Regions from separate parts of the Mus musculus genome. Here all the other regions are linked to region 2. A link is a contact called in public promoter capture Hi-C data. All regions are on one chromosome and are shown on one strand. Each heading gives the region's core, a stretch centred on a gene start, on an enhancer-like site or on the middle of the called end of the contact. The rest is flanking DNA. Distances are from core to core; before and after follow the strand shown. Region 1 overlaps Utrn (utrophin). Region 2 holds the start of Stx11 (syntaxin 11). Region 3 overlaps Utrn (utrophin). Region 4 overlaps Utrn (utrophin).

The links. Promoter capture Hi-C pulls out the DNA fragments that hold promoters and counts their contacts.
Region 1: a contact with region 2 is called in a promoter capture Hi-C map of 3T3-L1-derived adipocytes, with 7 times the contacts expected there. The contact joins the enhancer-like site here to the promoter of Stx11 in region 2. A contact is called at or near these places in 14 of 39 promoter capture datasets (the 3T3-L1 cell line, 3T3-L1-derived adipocytes, the C10 cell line and 7 more), 1 of 15 datasets of contacts at CTCF or cohesin (the NIH/3T3 cell line), 2 of 484 Hi-C or Micro-C datasets (bone marrow-derived macrophages and nephron progenitors), 7 of 115 datasets of contacts at active chromatin or transcription factors (the 230-238 cell line, bone marrow-derived macrophages, embryonic hindbrain and 3 more) and 4 of 9 other capture datasets (adipose tissue, embryonic stem cells, liver and 1 more).
Region 3: a promoter capture Hi-C map of the HPC-7 cell line shows a contact between it and region 2, with 3 times the contacts expected there. The contact joins the enhancer-like site here to the promoter of Stx11 in region 2. A contact is called at or near these places in 15 of 39 promoter capture datasets (the 3T3-L1 cell line, the C10 cell line, the HPC-7 cell line and 9 more), 3 of 15 datasets of contacts at CTCF or cohesin (CD8 T cells, the NIH/3T3 cell line and pro-B cells), 3 of 484 Hi-C or Micro-C datasets (bone marrow-derived macrophages, embryonic fibroblasts and nephron progenitors), 13 of 115 datasets of contacts at active chromatin or transcription factors (the 230-238 cell line, the NIH/3T3 cell line, bone marrow-derived macrophages and 7 more) and 4 of 9 other capture datasets (adipose tissue, embryonic stem cells, liver and 1 more).
Region 4: a promoter capture Hi-C map of stem cell-derived epiblast-like cells shows a contact between it and region 2, with 2.8 times the contacts expected there. The contact joins the enhancer-like site here to the promoter of Stx11 in region 2. A contact is called at or near these places in 7 of 39 promoter capture datasets (the 3T3-L1 cell line, the C10 cell line, embryonic stem cells and 3 more).

What each region holds. Positions count from the first base shown.
Region 1 is chr10:12,670,391-12,673,090 of GRCm38.p6, forward strand. Utrn (utrophin) reads right to left here. Exons shown (of 74, transcript NM_011682.4): 34 at 1,361-1,540. Among named protein-coding and RNA genes, the nearest start is that of Utrn, 190 kb to the right of the region's middle. Within about 2 kb of position 1,446, at least 1 of the 459 cell types and tissues checked has an H3K27ac peak or open chromatin away from gene starts, as enhancers often do.
Region 2 is chr10:12,962,874-12,965,573 of GRCm38.p6, forward strand. It overlaps Stx11 (syntaxin 11), which reads right to left and starts at 1,386. Exons shown (of 3, transcript NM_029075.1): 1 at 1,127-1,386.
Region 3 is chr10:12,693,526-12,696,225 of GRCm38.p6, forward strand. Utrn (utrophin) reads right to left here. Exons shown (of 74, transcript NM_011682.4): 25 at 1-9. Among named protein-coding and RNA genes, the nearest start is that of Utrn, 170 kb to the right of the region's middle. Within about 2 kb of position 1,381, at least 98 of the 459 cell types and tissues checked have an H3K27ac peak or open chromatin away from gene starts, as enhancers often do. A contact at or near this core is called in the HPC-7 cell line, the NIH/3T3 cell line, adipose tissue and 2 more, where this site is marked.
Region 4 is chr10:12,488,446-12,491,145 of GRCm38.p6, forward strand. The region is part of intron 53 of Utrn (utrophin); the gene reads right to left. Among named protein-coding and RNA genes, the nearest start is that of Gm25139, 120 kb to the left of the region's middle. Within about 2 kb of position 1,441, at least 24 of the 459 cell types and tissues checked have an H3K27ac peak or open chromatin away from gene starts, as enhancers often do. A contact at or near this core is called in embryonic stem cells and stem cell-derived epiblast-like cells, where this site is marked.

The sequences.
Region 1 (2,700 bases), core at 196-2,695, 290 kb before region 2:
CACTTGGTTTGTTTTGGTTTGGGGTTATTTTGGAGGGAGGGGCGACTGCTTTAAAGTTCTGCAGACTGAGCATAGGGCCTCATACACTGCGCAACTGAATATGACCTCAGGCCTCTTCTTACTTTTTATTTTAAATTATTTAGGCTATCCTTGAATTTACTATATAGCCCAAGAAGACCTTCAAGTTGTGATCCTCCTGCCTCAGTCATCCAAGCAGCAGGCTTACAAGCCTGTGCTACCAGGTGTGACTATTCTGAGGGGAGAAGGGGTATTGGGTTTTGGGGGTTTTGTTTTTTTGGCGTTTTTGAGACAGAGCCTTGCTATGTAAATTGACCTTTATCATTAGAGACTCTTGTTTTGGTCTCTTAAATTCTGGGATTACAGGTATGTATCACCATGGCCAGCTTTAGCTTTACTTTTCTCTCTACATTGGTATGTGGTGATGTATTATATTACAGAATTTGCATAAAGTTATAACAGTAATGAGTCATGGACTAGAATATAAACCTCTGATCAATCAAGACCTAAGCACATGAGCTCCTCTGCCCTGTATATCCTAACTGATTTGAAAAAAAAAAAAATCCCAAACAGATCACTTATTCTTATATCTATGCCAATCCATTACTGGGGAAATAACTGAGTTAAAGTCCTATCTGATGTGCTAGAATAAAGTAATAACTTATAAATTGTAACTCTCACTTCAGAGATAGGGGCTGCCATATGTTAATCATTGGTAGAAGTAGCCAGGAAACACTATGAAAGTGGAATAGTTATAATTAAAAGAAAATAATAGGGTGTTTAACATATTGTTATATAATACCACTACACATTTTAAGTCATTTAATTATTATAAAATCATACAAGGTAGAAATGATAATAACGCCCATTTTGTAGATGAGAAAAAGAAAGAATAGAGTTTGTAAGTAACTTCACTGAGGTAGTAGTCAAGAATTTTACAGGCAGCAATGTCTGGGATAACCCTTTATCTGTGCTAGTATATAACTAAGACACTGTGAAGACTGTGTGTATATAAATATACATTTCTACATACATGTGCATATGTATGTATAAATTATATATTATGATTATACTAGCAAATACTCTTATCATTAAAACAAAACTATGTTTACTAAAATATTAAGTAACATGGCCCCTGTGTTTGGCATGAATATTTGACTTTTATCAGAGGTGCTGTAAATTCTTCTTTTTGGTATCTTTTCAGTAGAAAAATAAAATAATAAACCTAACGCACAAGCGAAGCAAAGCAGACACACACAGAGCCCTAACGAGGGCCGCATGCTTTCCAATGCAGCTACTTAGAGAAGACATCCCCAGTGGCAGGCATGTTCTGGCATCTTACCAGCAAGGTGTTGCACCAGTCTTCGGTCCACGTCCGCACTCGGCTCCATCCAGCATTGAGCACACAGAGGTTCTCTTCCAGAACAGACTCACTGCCCAAGACCAAGTGCTGAAGGGCGGCACTGCTCTCTGTAATGCCATTTAAGTCAACTTTCCTCTTTTCCAGATCCTTGAGAATACTCTAGAAGAAAAAGGAAAAAGAAAAAAAAAAAAACCCACTTGACTTTCAGAACACACTAACATTTACCTAACCTTATGTATTGTGGTTTGTTCTTTAGCTTTTTTTTTTCCAGCAATAACGAGTCAATGGTTTCTAGATAACTTGCAATACCTTAAAGGTTTATAAAACTCAACTCTCTGACACATTGCAACTCTCAAGCCATAAAAAAAACTGAAATGGTTAAGTAGGTGAATCTGAAAAGACATAAGAAATTCAGATAGGCCTTCCTTCTTCTTGAGTTTCATGTGTTTTTCAAATTGTATCTTGGGTATTCTAAGTTTCTGGGCTAATATCCACTTATCAGTGAGTGCATATCATGTGAGTTTTTTTGTGATTGGGTTATCTCACTCAGGATGATATCCTCCAGATCCATCCATTTGCCTAATAATTTCATAAATTTATTGTTTTTAATAGATGAGAAGACCAAAGTGTGGATACTTCATTCCTCCTTAGAACGGGGAACAAAATACCCATGAAGGCAGTTACAGAGACAAAGTTTTGAGCTGAGACGTAAGGACACTACCCCACCTGGGGATCCATCACATAAACAGCCACCAAACCAAGACACTACTGCATATCCCAGCAAGATTTTGCTGACAGGACCCTGATATAGCTGTCTCTTGTGAGGCTATGCTAGTGCCTGGCAAATATAGAAGTGGATGCTCACAGTCATCTATTGAATGGAACACAGGACCCTCAATGGAGGAGCTAGAGAAATTACCCAAGGAGCTAAAGGGTCTGCAACCCTATAGGTGGAACAACAATATGAACTAACCAGTACCCCGGAGCTCTTGTCTCTAGCTGCATATGTATCAAAAGATGGCCTAGTCAGCCATCAATGGGAGGAGAGGCCCTTGGTCTTGTGAAGATCATATTCTCCAGTACAGGGGAATGCCAGGGTCAGGAAGCAGGAGTGGGTGGGTTGGGGAGCAGGGTGGGGGAGGGTATAAGGGACTTTAGGAACAGCATTTGAAATGTAAATGAAGAAAATATTTAATTAAAAAAAAGAAATATTACACATGTCCTGAGACGTGAGTGATGATACTAATGCTAAATATTAAAAATGGAGAGAAAAAAAAAAGAAAGAAATTCAGATGGGAAATACAGCTTAAGTAAATCAA
Region 2 (2,700 bases), core at 136-2,635:
AGGCTGACCTCAGCTCAGCCAGGATATGCAGTTATTCCTGTCTCTACTGAGCTCCTAGATAGGGAAGTCTATTTCTTAGAGCCTTTATCCAGCCTCAGGGAGACTCAGCATCTTAATGTCTGGCTCCAGCAACCATCTACTTTCTTCAAAAGCTTCTATATGTTTTTTTTTAAGGCACTAATTTGGTAAAAATAAACTTTCTGAAATATTTTAAATTTCAGAGTAACTTACAATCACTTCATTAAATGTCCAGTTTCTACCAACTAGTGAAAACAACAGCCAAATGGTTATTGGATAAAGAAATTAATTTTCTCTTCAGCTTCTGTGGGAAAGCACATGATTTTAAGGGTTTATCTCAGATCAGCCTAGTGACCCTAGCTGGCATGTTGTCCCATCAGGCGCTCTAGGAAACTGAAAACTTGAATAGTTACTTCCTAGGCCGCCTGCCCCAGTTTGACAGTACCAGACTGAATCTTCGGTCTTATTCAAAGTACAGGAATCCAACCTCACTTTTCAAAAGCGTATTAACAAAGCCTTGCAATTGTAGTAGACTTGTGACTCATTTGTGGATACCCGTGTAGAAACAACAGCTCCTCCCTCTGCTGAGAAATGGCTCTAATAAGTGTGAGAGTCACAGGAAGTAAAACGCAGGTCTCAGCTGATGTTCGCGGAGCCAAAGAAGCCAACAGAATTCCGTGGTGTGGTTCTCTAAGCAAAGCCATCAGATCGGTTTCCTAAAACAAACTACCCCAAATCCTCCGTGGGAGCTGTTTCAACGCGGTATCAGTGTTCCTGTATTTCCTGGCTCCTGAGTCATACTGTCAAGTTCAAGTGGAGAAGTGTCCATTCTGATGTGTTAGAGAAAGTGGCGACCGAACTGAATAAAACACCTCCATTAAATAAAAACAACAAAAATTCAAAACAGAAGTTGCCTCAGGAAGCTTCAGAGTCAGTCTACATTTCTGAAGCACTTCTGATAACGCATTATATTCTTAAACATAAAAAAAAAAAAAAAAAAAAAAAAAAAAAAAAAAAAAAAAAAAAAGCTCTCGGCTCTAGGTGAGAAACCCAAAGCCTCGTCCTGAAGGTACCTAGAGGCACAGAGGGAACCACACCCCAAACCCACCTGCAGCTGCGCAGCATCCCTGCCAGCGCGGTCCACCACTCCAGCCAACCCCGAACCTGGGTCCCCGATGTCGAAAGAGTTAGAGAGCTAAGCAGACTCGCGGGACAAAACGAACCGTGATCCTGCGGGGCGCTGATCCAGCGTCCGGACGCCGGGAGGACACCGCGGCGTGTCCCCGCGGCTCTGCCCCCTCCGCTTCTTGCTGGCCCGGGCTGCGCTTCTCAGCCGGGGTCCGAGCCCTGAGCCGCAGGGCCGCGTCTGGTGCTGCTGGCTCCGCCCCTGCCGCGCTGAGGCTGCACAGCTGGGGACCAGGGCCCCGCCCCGGGGACGCCCTCGGCTAGGCGCGCAGCTTCCCGTCCCGACTGGGGTCGCCACGCTGCGGGTTGCTGGGAACCTAAGCACGAGCCTTCTTCCCCTCCTGTGCACCCCGAGATGCTGCGGGCGACGGTGTGGACCACCCGGGAACTTGCTCTTTCTTCTTCCTTGCTCTGGGATGGAGAGATGGGCGGGGCGGGATCCATCGGACTTTCCGCGGGAAAACCCCTCAGCGCGGATGACTTTTGCAGTCCAGAGTAGTTCCGAAACTAGGGCACTAGAAACCGTTTCTGAGCGTGGGTGTGGCTGCGCCAGCGGGGACCCGCACGACTGCCTAACCCGAGGTTGTGGACCACGTAGACACTGAGCCCCGCCTTCCACTAGCCCCTTCCTGCCTGCTGTCAGTGGGACACCCACAGGAGTATTGCCACGACCTTGTCCTCGTTGCCTGGCACCCTACTGGGGGCTCAGAAACAGAAAAGGGGCATTCTGGCTAGGGGGTGGGAAACCGCTGGACAAACAAGGTAGAAGGCTAGCCATCAAGAAACAAAGAAAGTATGAGAGGAGGGGCTGGAGAGATGGCTCAGTGGTTAAGAGCGCTGACTGCTCTTCTAAAGGTCCTGAGTTCAAATCCCAGCAACCACATGGTGGCTCACAGTGGCTCACAACATCCATAATGAAATCTGACGCCCTTCTCTGGTGTATCTGAAAGACACAGCTACAGTGTACTTACATATAATAATAAATAATATTTAATAAATCTTAAAAAAAGAACACAGGAAGAAAGAAAGATGATATGCATTGATAGGAAGCCACCGCCAGAAGAATTTGAGGAACAAGGTGTTACGGTAACCCAAAGTTATCCATCTAATGTGAAATGACCGATGAATCGATCTACTAATGTAAGGCCAGGTAAGGCCAGAAAGACAAATCTCCGGGGCAGAGCAACTTCAGGCAACTTAAGCAGAAACTCCACTTTCATGGAAAAGAAGCTTGTCTCTGCACTCTAAGTGTGGGCCAGCCTGCTCCTCACCTCAACAGAGGACTGTATGGAAAGGAGACGGAAAGTAGTTTTTACCACACACAGAGCAGCCACACAGTTCACCCAATACACAAGGTCAGATACTTAAAGCCAGGTAAAGGTAACACTTTATCCTTGGGGCCTTTCTCCTCCATGCCCCAGCCTTCTGTTTTGTTTTGCTTTTCATTTGTTTTGTTTTGTTTTTTTGAGTCAGGGTTTCTCTGTGTAGTCCTGGCTG
Region 3 (2,700 bases), core at 131-2,630, 270 kb before region 2:
AATAGCAATCTAGGAAGGAAACGCCAATTCCACTCAATAAATAAATTTTAATACGTTAAATGCCAAGTTCTACCCTTTAATATTTAAAGGCACTGCAATAGATTTCCAGTCTTATTTTTTAACATTTAAATAAAACTTTTAAAGCATCCTGTGCTGGTGCTGTGTAATGTAAGAAAGGATGAAAATATAATGACTTCTATACAACATTTTAGACATGAACCTAACTAGAAGATATCTAATATAACTCTGAAAATAGGGTTCACAGCTGGTGTTTTTTCTCCCTGGCAGCCTGCACTGTACTCCCAACACTGTGAAAGGTAAGCAGCAGAAACTAACTAGGTTTCTGACCTTTTAATTCCACATTAAGGAGCTTCACCTATAGCGATAAAGGTATGAACATCAAGTAATTTAATTGTAACACTGTCTATTATATAAAAAATAAAACAGGAAGCAGAATTCCCATGGTGTGGCCTCACATTCTAAACTGAGCCTGGAGTTGGGCACAGTCACACATTCTTGTAATATCAGCCCTTGGAAGGCAGAAGCAGGTGTGTCTCTGTAAATCCAGGGCTAGCCTGCTCTACAGAAGAAGACCTGTTCTCAAAAAAATGTTCTTAAAAATAAGGGGAAAAAACTGAGGATGAAAAGAACTATTACAAAAGATGTCCACAAGGCATTACCCTATAAAATGTTGGTTAGAAAGTAGAAGGTAGGACTGGAGAGATGGCTCAGTGGTTAAGAGCACTGACTGCTCTTCCGAAGGACCTGAGTTCAAATCCCAACAACCACATGGTGGCTCACAACCATCTGTACAGTTACAGTGTACTCACATACATAAATCTTAAAAAAAAAAAAACAGAAAGTAGAAGATAGACGTTGGAGAGATGGCTCAGTGGTTAAGAGCACTTGCTGCTCTTCCCGAGGATGCAGGTTCAATTCCCAGTCCCCACATGATGGCTCACAACTCCTCTGTAACTGTAACTCCAGTTCAAGTTCAAGAAAATCCAACACTCTACATACACAGACATACAGACAGACAAAACACCAAGGCACATAAGTAAAGTGTTTTGTAAAAGAAAAAGGAGGGGGAGGAGAAGGAGAGAAGGAGAGAAGAAGAAGAAGGAGGAGGAGGAGGAGGAGGAGGAGGAGGAGGAGGAGGAAGTAGAACATATATTTGAAAATAGCTATCTGTCTGAATCTGGCTCAGTAACTTTATGAAGTACTTCAGAGGAGTCTGGGAATATTTTCAGAGCTCCTCACCTAACCACAAATGCACTTCGGCTGAAAGAGATGATCGTGTCACACAGGAATCGTCCAACCTTCCCCTGACACGTCCAGTAGCCTGCTCAAATTACATGTCTGAGTGGAGGCCAGAGCTGACAGAAACCGGAGGCCAGGCCAGGAACAGGATGGGCTCACAGGAATGTGGGTTAAGGAATGGTTAGTGGCTTTCCTGTTCCCTCCCTCCAAACAGGAGCACAGGCCTAAAAATAGACAAGGAACTTTTCTTTCCATGCCCACCCCGCAAGCTAGGGTGTGACTCTTCTAGGAGAAGCCACAATAGCACACAGTGCTCCTCTCCCTTGCTCAACACTTTAAGCAGCTCTTGATAAAACTATGGCATAGTGTGTGTGTGTGTGGGGGGGGGTAAAATGCAATGTAGTCACATAAATGTAGACTCTTGGTTTACATTTCCTGAACAACAATAAATATTATCATTTTAGTGGATCCATAGAAAAGTTGAAAATAAAATCCACAAGATCATAACTATAGACTTGGTATTTTAGGACAGTGTTAAATTCTGTCATGGTAGCATACATGAGACACATTTCTGTACATTTTAGTTTGACATGGCCTGTGTTTACTTATTTTTATTTTGTGTGTAGGGATATTTTGCCTGTACACAGTCTGTGTACAGACTGTGTAACTTTGTGAAGTACTTCAGAGGAGTCTGGGAATATTTTCAGAGCTCCTCACCTAACCACAAAGGCCAGAAGCGGGCAAATCAAGGTCACCTGGAAATGGAGTTCCAGACTGTTGTATGTTGCCAATGTGGGTGCTGGAAATGGAACCTGGGTCTTCAGCAAGAGCTGAAGGGCTCTAAACTGCTAACCCATCTCTCCAGCCCCAGATAGACCTATGTTTCCTAAGTACATTTGTGTGTATATATATATGTGTGTGTGTGTGTGTGTATACATACACACACACTATACAACTTTTTAAATTTTACTAGTGAGTGAGATAAACCGTCTAGAACTGATCTAAATACTTTCTGTACCGTAGATTTTATATTGTTATGAGCAAGTGGGTGAACAGATGAACTTGAGTAGATGGATGGATGGATGGATGGATGGATGGATGGATGGATGGATGGATGTGACAGATAGGAGATGGTAATGGTAGACAATGGATGGATGAAGATGATGGAGGATGAAGGACAGATGGATAAATGCATGGATACAGGAGACAGGGGATAAGTAGACGAATGGATGCTACATGGTTGCTTATTCCTCAATGTCACTTAGGAAGCTTGTCCTTTATTTCCTTAGATAAAATCCCCAGCTGCTTACACTGTCAGATTATAAAGCAGATACAGAAATACAAACTTGGATAGTGTATTCAGTGATATTACAAAAAAAGATTATTTTCTTGAGTTGGATCATGGCATCTTGACAAATGCCTATATTATAATATATGACA
Region 4 (2,700 bases), core at 191-2,690, 470 kb before region 2:
TAAGCCAGGAAGTCTAGAGAGAAGGGCCAATAAGTTTAACCAACACATAAGGCAGCCAGACTCCAGAGAGGGGGAAACAGTGTCATTAAAAGGCAAGCTCCTCTAAATACTTATGCCTTCGAGACATCTGTAAAATGCTAAATATAACACCTATATTTTATATTTTACACAAATGTAAAATGTTATGTGTGAGATGAAAATTTCATTCCTAGCAGCCTCAGGAGAAGTGGAGTAGCTTTTATGAGGGCTACACCTGTGCTGGTTAATAAGTTACTGGGCTTTGCGAAGAATGTATTTTAAGCATTTGTGTTTCAATGTCTGTGGGAGGGAGGGGAGGAGGGAGGGAGGAAGAGAGAGACAGTGAGAGACAGACAGAGAGACAGAGGCAGAGAGACAGACAGACAGACAGACAGACAGACAGACAGACTGCCTGTTCATGTTCGAGGCAAGACAGCTTACTCACAGTGGTTTCCCTTGGATGAAATACAAACTGTTTCTAAACCAACCACTAAATATCAGTCCACAGAGGGGCACACAGAGCTTTCTCATCCTGGGATGAAACATCCCATATTGGCTGCCACATTTTCGCCCAGTGGAAGTTCTTCTCTTTGTACAGTCCTTTCGTTGGTTTATCATATAATCCCCTCTCAAGCAGCTCGCCAATAGAGGAGCAAAGCTCGACACTAAACTCCCCATCTGTTTACCACAGAGGACCTGTGCCCACTAAGCACTCTGTAGTCAGAACACCACTGTGTCCCGCTGCAGCAAGCCTTAGAAGCTGTTCAAAGCCAACGAGAGGATAACAAACAAAACAAACCCAAAGTTGTCCACGTTTGTGAGGCATATAAAATGAAGCAATACATAAAAGTTCAAGTTAGGGCAATTTGAGGGGACAAAGAAGAAAGAGAAGAAGAAAAAGGAAAGAAAGTAAACTCGAAGAGGCAGAAAAGATTTACAGGGAAAAGAATAAAGTTCTTAAAGGATGCATTCTTTAAAAACAAAACCTTCTCATTTGAAAACCAAAGGATGAATGTTTTTTTCAAGTATGAAAAGCTTCTATGGTAAATTCTGAAGCCCCGGGTGGAGACGCATCCTAGCCAGTCTTTCTATAGCATGGTATTGTCTGAGAAACCCTGCTGAGAGCTGATTCAAACCGATACTCTCTAGAAGCTGCTATCAGAGACCCACACTCCAGCATAGTGACTTGGCCCATCAAGCTGGAGATTCCTGGAGAGATGCCCACACTGCCCCAGTGGTCCCAGCATCTGTCAGTAGAGCATGCCTAGCTTAATGGAACACAGTGATGCGCTGGTCTTGAAGCTAAAGACACATTTGCCTTCCACTGCGTTGATGTATCAATCCCATGTACAACACAGCTACTCAGTCTAGGAGACCTGGGAGCCCAGTGATAAGAGAGCACTCTAATTTGCATTTGAAAACAGGAACAGGAGCTGAGAGGGGAAATAGGAGGACAAAGCCAAACCCATTTGCCTGCACTTCTGATGCCAGAAGAGCTCTTTCCTTGTCACTGGCCTTCCCACCCAGTGTCTGTGTGCACCTGTATGGATATATTCATCCCAAACTCTCCACCCTCCCCTGTTCAGGCCTGGGGATCCAACTGCCCAGAATTTGAAGGAAGAATTATATTTACATTCTTGGGTTCATTTGACAGTATATTCTACGTCCTACCATACTTTATGGATATCTTGTGTGTTTTCTATTTTTATTCTGTTATTTTAAATAGTACAGTCTATAATGTGCGACAGATTTTTAGAAGACCGAGAGGGGTAAAGTTGGTGTCACATGCCTGTAACCTCTGCCCTTTAAGTTTGAGGCCAGTCTGGGCTGCACGGAGAAGAGGAGAGAAAACTCAGCAGTCTTTATATCTCTCCGTGTGTGCTCGTGGATTGTCCTGCATCTGTCACAGGCTCTTCTGTACAGTGGGAGCGAAGACTAGAGGGAGGAAAGCAGACGGAGGCTAGGAGCCAGGCCCAGACTTCCGAAGCAGAAGCACTTCCTTCATGTGCATGCAGGTTGCTCAAGCACGGGCACGCAGCATGAATACTTACTTCACCCCTGTCTTTCCAAGAGGAAACTCCATGGAATCCTCTTCTCTCATTCTAGGAAAACACTCTACTCTTCAGTGTTTACGAGAGGTAGACATTTCCCCTGTGTGTGCTTGTGAAAATATTTATTTTAAACATAATTCTTATATAAAATAGTGATGTTGTCATTTACTGGAGTCATCCTGGTCTTAAGGATGATTAAGGTCAACGTTAACCTTAAGGTTGGTAAGGACGATTTCCTAACCTTATCATATTTTTTTCTTAGTTTTGGTACTGGCCCGGCTTCTACTTCTCGTTACTACTGATTCTAAACGTTTATGTCACGAACATTTATTTCCTTTCCATGTGGGTTGAGAACCCAGACAGGGGCCCAGTCTGTCACTGACTTGCAGTAAATACTTTAGCTGTACTTTTTAAAAGCAATACTAAACTCCATTTTTAAATGCCCACTTCATTTTTCCCCTCCTTGCCAACCCCATGTCAAGCTACATATTCAAATTATAAACCTTCAAAAGTCATTTAACCTATGGTCATTCCAAATATTTGACGTGTACTATGTGGGGTCCTTTTTGCATTTATTTGCAGTCTTTTATACTTTATCAATACATGAAAGGTTAATGTTAACAATGACAAA